Linked DNA regions of Oryctolagus cuniculus: region 2 is linked to region 1. A link is a contact called in public Micro-C data. All regions are on one chromosome and are shown on one strand. Each heading gives the region's core, a stretch centred on a gene start, on an enhancer-like site or on the middle of the called end of the contact. The rest is flanking DNA. Distances are from core to core; before and after follow the strand shown. Region 1 holds the start of EFNB1 (ephrin B1). Region 2 has its middle 95 kb from the start of EFNB1.

What was found. A called contact is a pair of places that touch in the nucleus more often than the background predicts.
Region 2: a Micro-C map of ear pinna shows a contact between it and region 1, with 2.5 times the contacts expected there. The contact joins the enhancer-like site here to the promoter of EFNB1 in region 1. A contact is called at or near these places in 2 of 6 Hi-C or Micro-C datasets (ear pinna and an unstated tissue).

The regions. Positions count from the first base shown.
Region 1 is chrX:48,759,807-48,764,438 of mOryCun1.1, reverse strand. EFNB1 (ephrin B1) reads right to left here and starts at 2,431. Exons shown (of 5, transcript XM_002720061.5): 1 at 1,516-2,431. The coding sequence starts at 1,643.
Region 2 is chrX:48,854,944-48,859,575 of mOryCun1.1, reverse strand. No RefSeq gene overlaps it. Among named protein-coding and RNA genes, the nearest start is that of EFNB1, 95 kb to the right of the region's middle. Within about 2 kb of position 1,850, at least 1 of the 8 cell types and tissues checked has an H3K27ac peak or open chromatin away from gene starts, as enhancers often do.

The DNA of each region.
Region 1 (4,632 bases), core at 1,182-3,681:
TGCCCATTCCCTTTCGTTGTGCTGAAGCACAGAGCTCCACCCTGACCCTCGTTTAGCCATCCTCCCGATCAGTAATAGGACCCTACCTTTATCCAAGGAGAAGCAAACTAAAGAAACTGCCTGCTCCTACACCACGGCTGAGAAATACACTGCCCCTGGGGACCCAAGACACTAAGGCGGTCGGTCGGGAGCCTGGGAAGTTAGTGGAGAGCCCAGGAAGAGTGGACGGGAAGAGATCAAAGATCCAGGAATCAGGGAGCGTGGATGGAGCAGGTCAAGACCCCCCCCTAACTCCAGTTTCCTGCTAAGTGGATCTGTCTGCACACTAACAGGACCTCCAGAAAAGCGGGCAGAAGAGCGATTTTGAACCTGAGTTCCAACCCTAGTCGTGGATGCCAAGAGAGAAAAAGGTGCAGAGGTCACCGCAACAGCCCCTGAAACTCCCCATGAACAGCCCAGAAACCACTGGGTCACCGCCTGAAAGGTGTGTGTGTGTGTGTGTGTGTTGTTGGGGAGGGGGGTGCAGGCAAATGGGGAGTGGGTAGAGTTATGAAGTGGAAGGAGAAGAAAAGAAAGGATTTCCTTTATATAACTGCCCCCCCAAACCCTTGGGGAAAGCTAAGCACAGCTCCCCAATCTTGGAGACAGTGTGTGTGTGTGAGTGTGAGTGTGTGTGTGTGGGGGGGAGGGTAATGGGACCTGCCTGGACAGGAATCGCTTCTTCCCCACCCACCTCCCTCGCCCGCTCTGCCGCCACTCTCTGCTGCCGGCTCCATTGGACCCCCGACCGGCGCTGGATCGAACCCACCCCCCCACACACACAACCCCTCTTCCACTCCGCCCCTCTCCACCCGCCGCCTTTGTGAGCCTGGGAGCGGCGCCCGCCTTTCTACCGCCCCGGCAGGGAGAAAGGGGAGTGGGGAGGAGGGGGGGAGCAAGAAGAGACGGTAGAGCGAAAAGCCAGGAGGCAAACAGGGAAGAAAGAGAAATGAAAATGGGAGAAGCCCGAGCGGGGATGAAGGCGCTGCCAAGCCGCCCAGAGCGCCGGGTCCCGCGCCGCGCTGCCCCCACACCTAAGCCAACGCGGAACCTGTGTTCCGGCCTCGGCCCCCGCCTCGGCTCTGTGAATGGCTCTCGGCGAAAAACCACTACATTCCCAGGGGCCCCGGAGAGGGTTGCGTTCGTTCTCGCCCCCACCCAGTTCTCGGAGCCCAGGCTCACGCAGCTCCGCCTGCTGCGACCATCTCCACTCGATCCGGGCCGTGAGGAGGTAAGGACTGGGGTGGGGTGGGGGAGGGAGACGAGGTTGGGTCAAAACCCAGCCGAGAGCCCCCAGCCCACCTCGCCGCAGCCTGCCCCGCCCGCCCGCAGGAAAACACACTTGGAAAAAGCCGGAGATAAAAAGGGGGCGCCGCTCCTCCTCCCGACACCTCCCCACACGCACTTGGAGGCGCGCGGCCTCACCCCGAAGGAGTGCCTCCCACCCCTAGGGACCACAGCAGATAAGTTACTCACTTAGGGTTGAGGGAGCTCCAGGACACGGGCTCCAGGTTCTTGGCCAGCGGCGTGGCGAGCCGGCACAGCGCCAATACGACCATCGCCACAAGCCACTTGCCGAGCCAACGCTGCCCAGGCCGGGCCATCTTCCTGGGGGCAGGCTGCACTTCGGACTCCGCAGGCGCCTGCTTAGCAACGCTCGCCTCGCCTTCCCGGGCCGCGCGGCGCTCCGCACCGCTCAGGCGCCCATCCTCTGCAGCCGCCGGCCTTGAAGTGCTCCCCTCCCGCCGGCTTCGGCGTCGCTCTTCTCCTCCCCGCCGGCCAGGAGGACTCACTGGGCAGCCGTCCCCAACCCGGGCATGGGCTGCGGCCTCTGAGGGCTGGCTCTGTTGGCCTCTCGGCCGCACGAGGCGCGACGGGGGCTCTGCGCCCCCGGGTGATCCCGCCCGACTCCACTCGGCTCCCCAAGACTGTTCGGGACTGTGCGCCCTCTCTCCGACAGCGTCTCCCCGCCGAGGACTCGGTAGCCGCTGCGATGCCTCGATCGTCCTGGGATCGGTGCACCAAGGAAGAAAGGGGGGTCTCCCCACAACACGAGCTCGGTCCCCAGGCTCCCGACCGGGTCGCCCTGGCACGGGCTCCGTTCCTCCGGGCCACACTGGGACTCCGGGCTGCGCGCCCCTCGACAGCTTCTACTTGAGCGCGGGCCCCCGCTCAGTGTACTTAGAAGAGCGGCGAGACGCTGCCGAGTGAGCCAGTCCCATCAGTCTGCGCCTCTGAAGCGTCGGCTGGGTAGCCCAGCAGCCCGGTCGCCCAGTCCTTGCTCCCCGGCCGTTGCGCCCGAGGGTCTGCGGCCGGTGCGAGCTTCACACACCTCCCACTGCTGTCCAGCGCGCATAGACTCCCTCCGCCGCCGCCGAGCTGTCTACTCCCCTGCTCAGGCGAACGCAAGGCCAACCCTGCTTCTTCTAGCCAATAGGAAGCTCCGTGGCGGGGTCCTTGCCCCAGGCCACGCCCCTCGAGCAGGAAGGGGGCGGGGCTTGAGGGCGTTCTTAAGGATGCCGCGCTGCCGATGGCACCAATCTGAGTGTGCGGCTCGGCTCGTGCGGTTAGGGTTGGGTACCGCTCAGTCTTGTTCCCAGAGCGCTCAGCCCGTGGGAAGTTGGCGCTTCACTAGAGTTGCCGGCCTGCTCTCTTGCCTGCGCGTCTACTCGACACTCCCAGTCTACTGACCTGAGCCTCCCAGGCCTTGTCCCAAGTACCGGGAAAACAGTGCTTCCCACTCTTCTTTTTACACACACGAGCCCCGAATTCCTGCTGTATGCCCACCTCTGTGGCAACGACAGGCCGTCTGCTCCCCGTCCCGTCACCACGGGGCTCGCGGCTGAGTTTTCCTCCTCCTGCCCTCCAAATGCCTTGCACTGTCGCTTGCACTTGGAGCCAGAGTCCAGAGCACACAAGTGGATTGCGGTGGGTGATGGCGATTTGGGAGGTTCAAGGACAGGATCCGAAGGGAAAGGCCAGTTCTTCAAGCTGAGGGAACCTCAGCTTTGAGGGAGAGCTAATGGAGCCCCTGGAGCCCAAATTTACAGTTCTTTCCCTTCCGAAGACCTGGGCAAGGCCCTGGGATAGGCGCACGGGAATCAGTGCGCACCATGATCAAAGAAGACACCTGGAGGGCGAAAAGGAAAAGGCGCTAGGTAGGAGGCTTTTGAAAAAGCAAAGGGCCGATATCCTAGCCCGCGGATGCAGGACTCCAGTCTCTCTCGGCCCCCGCCATCAGGGTCTTTGTCTCCCATCTCCGGCCCTTTCTCCCCGCCCCTCCTTGCCTCTTTGCTTATAACTTGGCTCAATCCCATAGCTCAGACCCTCCCGGTCCGACCCACTCCTAAATCGGACCGCAGCACGCCTACTCGTGTGCTAATGTCTCCCCCTGCTGCTATGCCGTCACATTGCGGGCGCCTGGGCCAAATGGTGAGCTCCTACCCGCCCCCCCCCAGGCTCTGGAACGCCAGACCTGGGACAGGCGTGGCCTTGACAAGAAACCGCCGCCCGGTATGCAAACGAAGGCACAGAGCTAGGAGAAATATCTGGGTTTGGGGGTGGCTTTGAGGCTGCCGAGGCAGCTATTAAGTCATCCCTGGGGAGGATTAGGTGAGCAACATTCCCGAAGTGTTCTGCCATTTATATGTTGTCTCATGTCTGTGATCTCACTTCATAGGAGACCGAGGTACCCGATCTTCTAACGATCTCGGTAGCCGTAGGGGACAATGGCAGGGGAAAAGCCTCCACAGACAGCGCCTTAAGGGTGAGATGATTCTGGATAGGCAGGAAAGGGCAGACTAGGATCTCCCAGCTCCCACTGCAACCTTGCATTGGGATGTAAGCAAAAAAAAAAAAAAAAAAAAAAAAAAAAGAGGAGCCGAACAAGGGGCAAGGACCCACCACCGGTCTAACTAGGACATAAAAAACCTGAAGAGAGAAACGACACTTCTGTTTACTGAGTGCCTATTGTTGTGCCAAGAGCCACACTGGGTGCTCTCCCTTTCCTAAAACTTTGACATGAGTTCTGCTGTCTTCCCATTTTACCTGCCAGGAAGACTGAGGCTCAGGGAGAAGTGACTCATCTGAGATCACTGAGCTGATCCGTGGTGGAAGCAGGATCTGACTTCTGATGTATGAGAGCACTCGAGAAAGGTCGTAGAGAAATGGAATTAAAGAGAGGTTTATGGGGCCAGCGTTGTGTTGTGGTGAGTGAGGCCTCCACCTGCGAGACCAGTGTCCCACAGGAGCACGGCTTTGTGTCCCAGCTGCTCCGCTTCCAATGCAGCTCCCCTGCTAATGCGCCTGGGAGGGCACAGATGCTTGAGCCCCTGCCATCCATGTGGAAAATCTGGATGATGTTCCTGGCTCCTGGCTTCAGCCTGGCCCTGCCCCAGCTGTTGCAGTCATCTACAGAGTAAATCAGTGGATGGAAGATCTCTCTCTCTCTTCCTTTCTCTCTGTAACTCTAACTTTCAAATACAAAAATAAATCTTGAAAAAAAGAGAGTGGTTTCTTTTGTTGCAAAAAGTTTTTTTAAATCCAAGCATAATCTTTTTTATAATGCACATTTTTCCATAAACTTTAAAAAAA
Region 2 (4,632 bases), core at 601-3,100, 96 kb before region 1:
CACCCATACTGCCACACAGGAGTCGAGGCCCCAAGCCAGGAGGCTCAGAGCCACCCACCAGCCTTGGACATTTCTCATGCAGGGCAGAGAGGGACACTTTCTCAGGCAGTGGGCAGGTGGCCACCAGCACAGGGCCCCTTCCCCTCCACAGTCAGTCCAGGCAGCAAGCAGTCTGTGGGTGCACTTTGAATAACAGCAAGGTACAGCAGCACTCAACTAAGTGGGGTCCCCGGCCAGCTAGCCAGGCAGGTGCCCGCCAGTCGTCTCCATAGCTGCCCAGGTAGTATACAGAGTTTCCTCTTCATTCACGCCGGGCCTGAGTGGGGGCTGCGGCACGGGCCCATGGTGAATACTGGGGAGGGGGGCGAATACCGAGGCATCTAGGCAACCAAGAGAAAGGACTAAACCCTCAGCAATGCAAAGAACTCACCCCCAGCCTCTGCCCCACCCCACCCCATGCCTTTGATCACATACACACACACACACACACACACACACACACCAGCCCTGGCCCTGCCCTCCACATGTCCACATTTCTTCTGCACACACACTCCCCCCCCCACCACCACCACCACGCCACATCTGGGGAAGGGCGCTGGGCCTTTGGGCCTCACCTCTGTGTGAACCTCTCCTTTGATCACCACAAGCAGCCACAGGGAGGGAGAGAGAAGTCGGGAGGGGAGAGAGGGGAGGAGAATCGCTCCCTTTCTCTGGCCCTCTGCACACAGCTCACACGGAGGCTCGGGAGGATCAAGCTGAAGCAGCCTCCAGCAAAAATCGGCAAGCAGCGTTCTGGGCCCTGACCTTCCGTGGGCCAAGGCCTCAAGGAATCCCACGGTGTCAAGTGGACAGAACTGGGGAATGTGCCCCCGGATGACAGCGAAGCAGGAGGGCCACCTGTTCCTCCTTCTCCATTCCAGCCGTGCAGATAAATATAACAGCCTCCTGTTACAGCCCTTGACTGTTTACAAAGCACTCCGCATATGCGCAGGCTCTGAATCCCGCTCAGTAACCCTGCGAGGAAGCACTTCTTCTTAGCCCCACTGCAGGGATGAGCAAACTGAGGCTGGCACAGGCAAAGTGACATACTTGCCTTGCCTCAGGTCATGTAGCAGGGAACAAGTGGCACCAGGAGTTGAAGTCAGGCCTGTGGCTCCTGGAACCTGGAGATCTTTCTCGTCTGTCATAGCCCCAGCCCCTGCCCCTGTCCCCTGAGCCCCCACCATTGCAGTGCCACACCTGGTTGGTATCAGGAGTGGAGGCTCTTGGGCTCCTAGAGTTGGGCTGCCCCGCAGCTAGCTCCTCTCTCCGCTTGGCCTATGGCACAGCTCGGGGCTGGGGGTGAGTGGGTGGGGGCGCTGGGGAGGGAAGCCTGAGTCATCCCCAGGCCAGGAAGCACAATGTTTGGCAGCTTTCCTGGGCCCAGCTAAGGAATCAGCAGGAGCATTGAGTTACAGAGGCCAGCCCAGGGCAGGCAAGAGGCGGTAGGGAAGGGGCTGTCCCTGGATCCATGGAGATGGGGGACTCATAGCAAACTGGCTAGGGGCAAGGACCCAGGGGAGCGCTGGGGGCTGCTGGCTGGGGGAGAGGGGGCACAGGAGGCCAGTGGGCCCTTTGTTGTGTCCGGTCCTTGCTGTCAAACCAGAGCCCCCAGCCGGGGGCCCTGTCTCCCTGCAGAGCTGTGTGACAGCTGGGATAGTTCCAGAGGAGGGATCCCCTGAACCCCACAGTAGGAGGGCGCCACCTCCCGCCGCCTCCCTCCACCTCTTCCTGTCACGTCCTTGGCCACCAGTGTTTCAAAATATACTGGCTCTCCGCTGGCTGTTGACTTAGGAATGGAAAACATCAAGTTTGAGATTCATTCCCACAGCTTCAGCTCTCACCTCTGGGCAGAAGCGTGCAGTCCAAACTTCTCCTCTGAGCTGCAGGCCCATGGAGCTGAGCTCCTCCTTACTACATCCTCCAGGCTGACCCTTGGCCACCTCCCGCTCACCAGCACCTAACCCCAAACACTTCTGTCTCCACCCCGCAATGAGATCCTGCCTGTCTTTAGGAAGATGTCACCATCCATGAGTTGGATGGCATTCTGGATCCATCCCACTAACTGAGCATGTCCCAGGCCCTGTGAAAGGAGCTGAGGGCCAGCCAGGAGCAAGATAGGGAACCAGAAGAAAAAACACCGCCCAGGAGAATTGGGACTGAGAGGGGTGAGTACCAGGGAAAAAGAGAGTGCCCAGGAGAAGTGTCTGCTCCCTGCTCGGAGGCGGCCATCATGGAAAGCCGAGGTCTGAGCAGTGCCCAGCATTGAGTCCAGAGTGTGATGCTGTAAAGTTAGGCTCAGGCCTGGGGGATGGGGTGGGATGGGGGTTGGGGCATCTGGGTTAGTTCCCAAAGAGGAAGAGGAGCGTATACAAAGGCCAGAGGTAAGAGAGCGCTTAGTAGACAAAGGTGTGAAGTTGCAGGCTGAGGAGGCCAAAGCCAAGACTTAGGGAGTGAGACTGTTAGGTGCCAAGAAAATATTTGCAGCAAAAAAGTGAAGCTCCGAGGTGCATCTCCCTAGGATTCCATAGGCTTCTTCCCCATGACATTCAAATCATTTAGCTCCAGGCTGGCTCACCAGAGCCACTTGTCATGCTGGGGTTGGACCATTTGCACCGACCTCATCTTCAAGCCAGTTCCTCCCATGCCACCAAGCAGCCTCCCACAATGAAGGGGGAAATGCTAGGCATATGTAGCCATAGGAGAGAGGTGGGGGATCTTCAGCAAGGTCTCCTGGAAAATGTATGCTATGAAAAACTGTGTATGGATTTCAAAATGGTTTTGTACCCAAACAAACTTTCATGTTATTGCTCCCATGGAAGGACTCTCATCTCGAGCAATCCGATCTGATCTGCTCACTTGAAGTAGGCTTCAAGTATCAATAGTCCCCAGCGTGAAGAGGGTCCCTTGACTCTGATGCAGGAGAGACACACATCCAGTCAAAATTGTACAGCAGTTTCTGCTGCCTGCTCTCCTCCTGGGCCGGTGATACACACTTGCAGTGCCGGCCAGTGGCCACAGCTCTGTGGGCCTTGCCATTGCGTGGGGAAACAGCCCCTAACTCTGCTGAGTGCTGTGTTGCTAAGCCAGGATGCTCAGTAGCTTGGGGACACTACATGCATTTGGGACTTGAGGGTATTTGCAACTTCCCATGGGTAGATCAGGCTGGAATCCCACCCCAAGTGGAGGCCCAACAGAGCGCACACACAGACCTTTCCCTCTCCAGCCTTGGCTCTGCCCCTGGCCTACTCACTCTGCGTACTCGGACCGCAGGGCCCAGAACAGGACGTCCCAGGCCCAGCACTCACCTCCACTGTGTCCTCCTGCTCACTTAGTCTCCTCTGTCTCCTGTTATTTCTCCTTCATGCTTCCAGGTCCTGCAAGCTATCACCAGGTCCTCTCCCTTTCCATCATGGTCCCCAAGCCATGACAGTCAGCACCTTACTGCCAGCAGGCACTCTTTGGGGCTTACCTGTCATTTTCAGGTAGCCACAAGGATAACCACTCGGTGCAAATCTGCCTCTCAGCTTCCCTCTGTTTTTGCCTCTGCTCTGCCCCTCTGGCTACAACTTGCCAGCTTAGGGCCCAGGCATGTGCCCAGAAACCCTGATCTGGCCGTGTCTGTCAGTTCCCTTTGGGCTTTTCAGCAGTCCCTGGCTGCCCTGTGGCCTCTGTAATCTTCAGTGTCAGCAGCGCAGGGGCCGGGTGAAGTCTTCCTGGCCAGACAGCCCCAATCCAAGCCTGGGCCCCACTTTTTATGCCTCCTTCCCTAGCGCACTCAGTAGCTGCGTGGCGTGGAATGGAATTTCCTAGCTCATGATCAGGGCTGGCCTTGCCTGCCTAGGAGAGGGGTAGAAGCCCGTTGAGGCTTTCCCTGGGAGGGCATGGGGTGGGGTGGGGACCCAGGGAGCCTGCTCAGGCTCAGGACTGGGTGGATTTAAGAGGCGGAGAGCTTCACACACAGTTCCCAAAGCAGGGCCAGCTCAGGAAGCTGGTGGGGGTGGGGGTGGGGGTGGGGGTGGGGGTGGGGAGTGAGGGGTAGGGAGTCGGCACCCCTCCTCCCAACATCCACATTGCTGAGCCCCTCTCTCTCCATTGGCTTGGGGCCCCTGGGCTGCTTTCAGGAAGCGGGGTGCTTCTGTACAGCCCAGCTTGGGGTGGGGAGGGGAGAGGAGAGATGGCTTGATATGGATTTTTGTGGTCGGAGGTGATTGGAATCCCAGCTGTGTTCCCCAGCCCCCTCCCCTGGCCTCCATCAGCACCTCTCCTCCTTCGGAGATGGGCAGGGGGAAGGGCAGGGGAAGGAGAGGGGCTCTGCGGGTCTCTCAGTGTCCTGAGATAGCCCACGGGGAATCCGTGACATTTTCCCAAAGGCCCAGCAGGCCCCAACGCTGGACAGTAGGACAAATATTTGAAGCAGAGACTTTCTTGGGTGATTTGGACCATCTCCAGTGTCCATCCTTCCAAACTGTCCCTGGAGAGGAGGTGCTTGACCTTGGCTTCACATTGCAAGAATGGGGTGGCGTGGGGGAGATCACAAAAATGCAGACTCCTCGACCCCAGCCCCAGAGGTTTTGTTCTGATTGGTCTAGC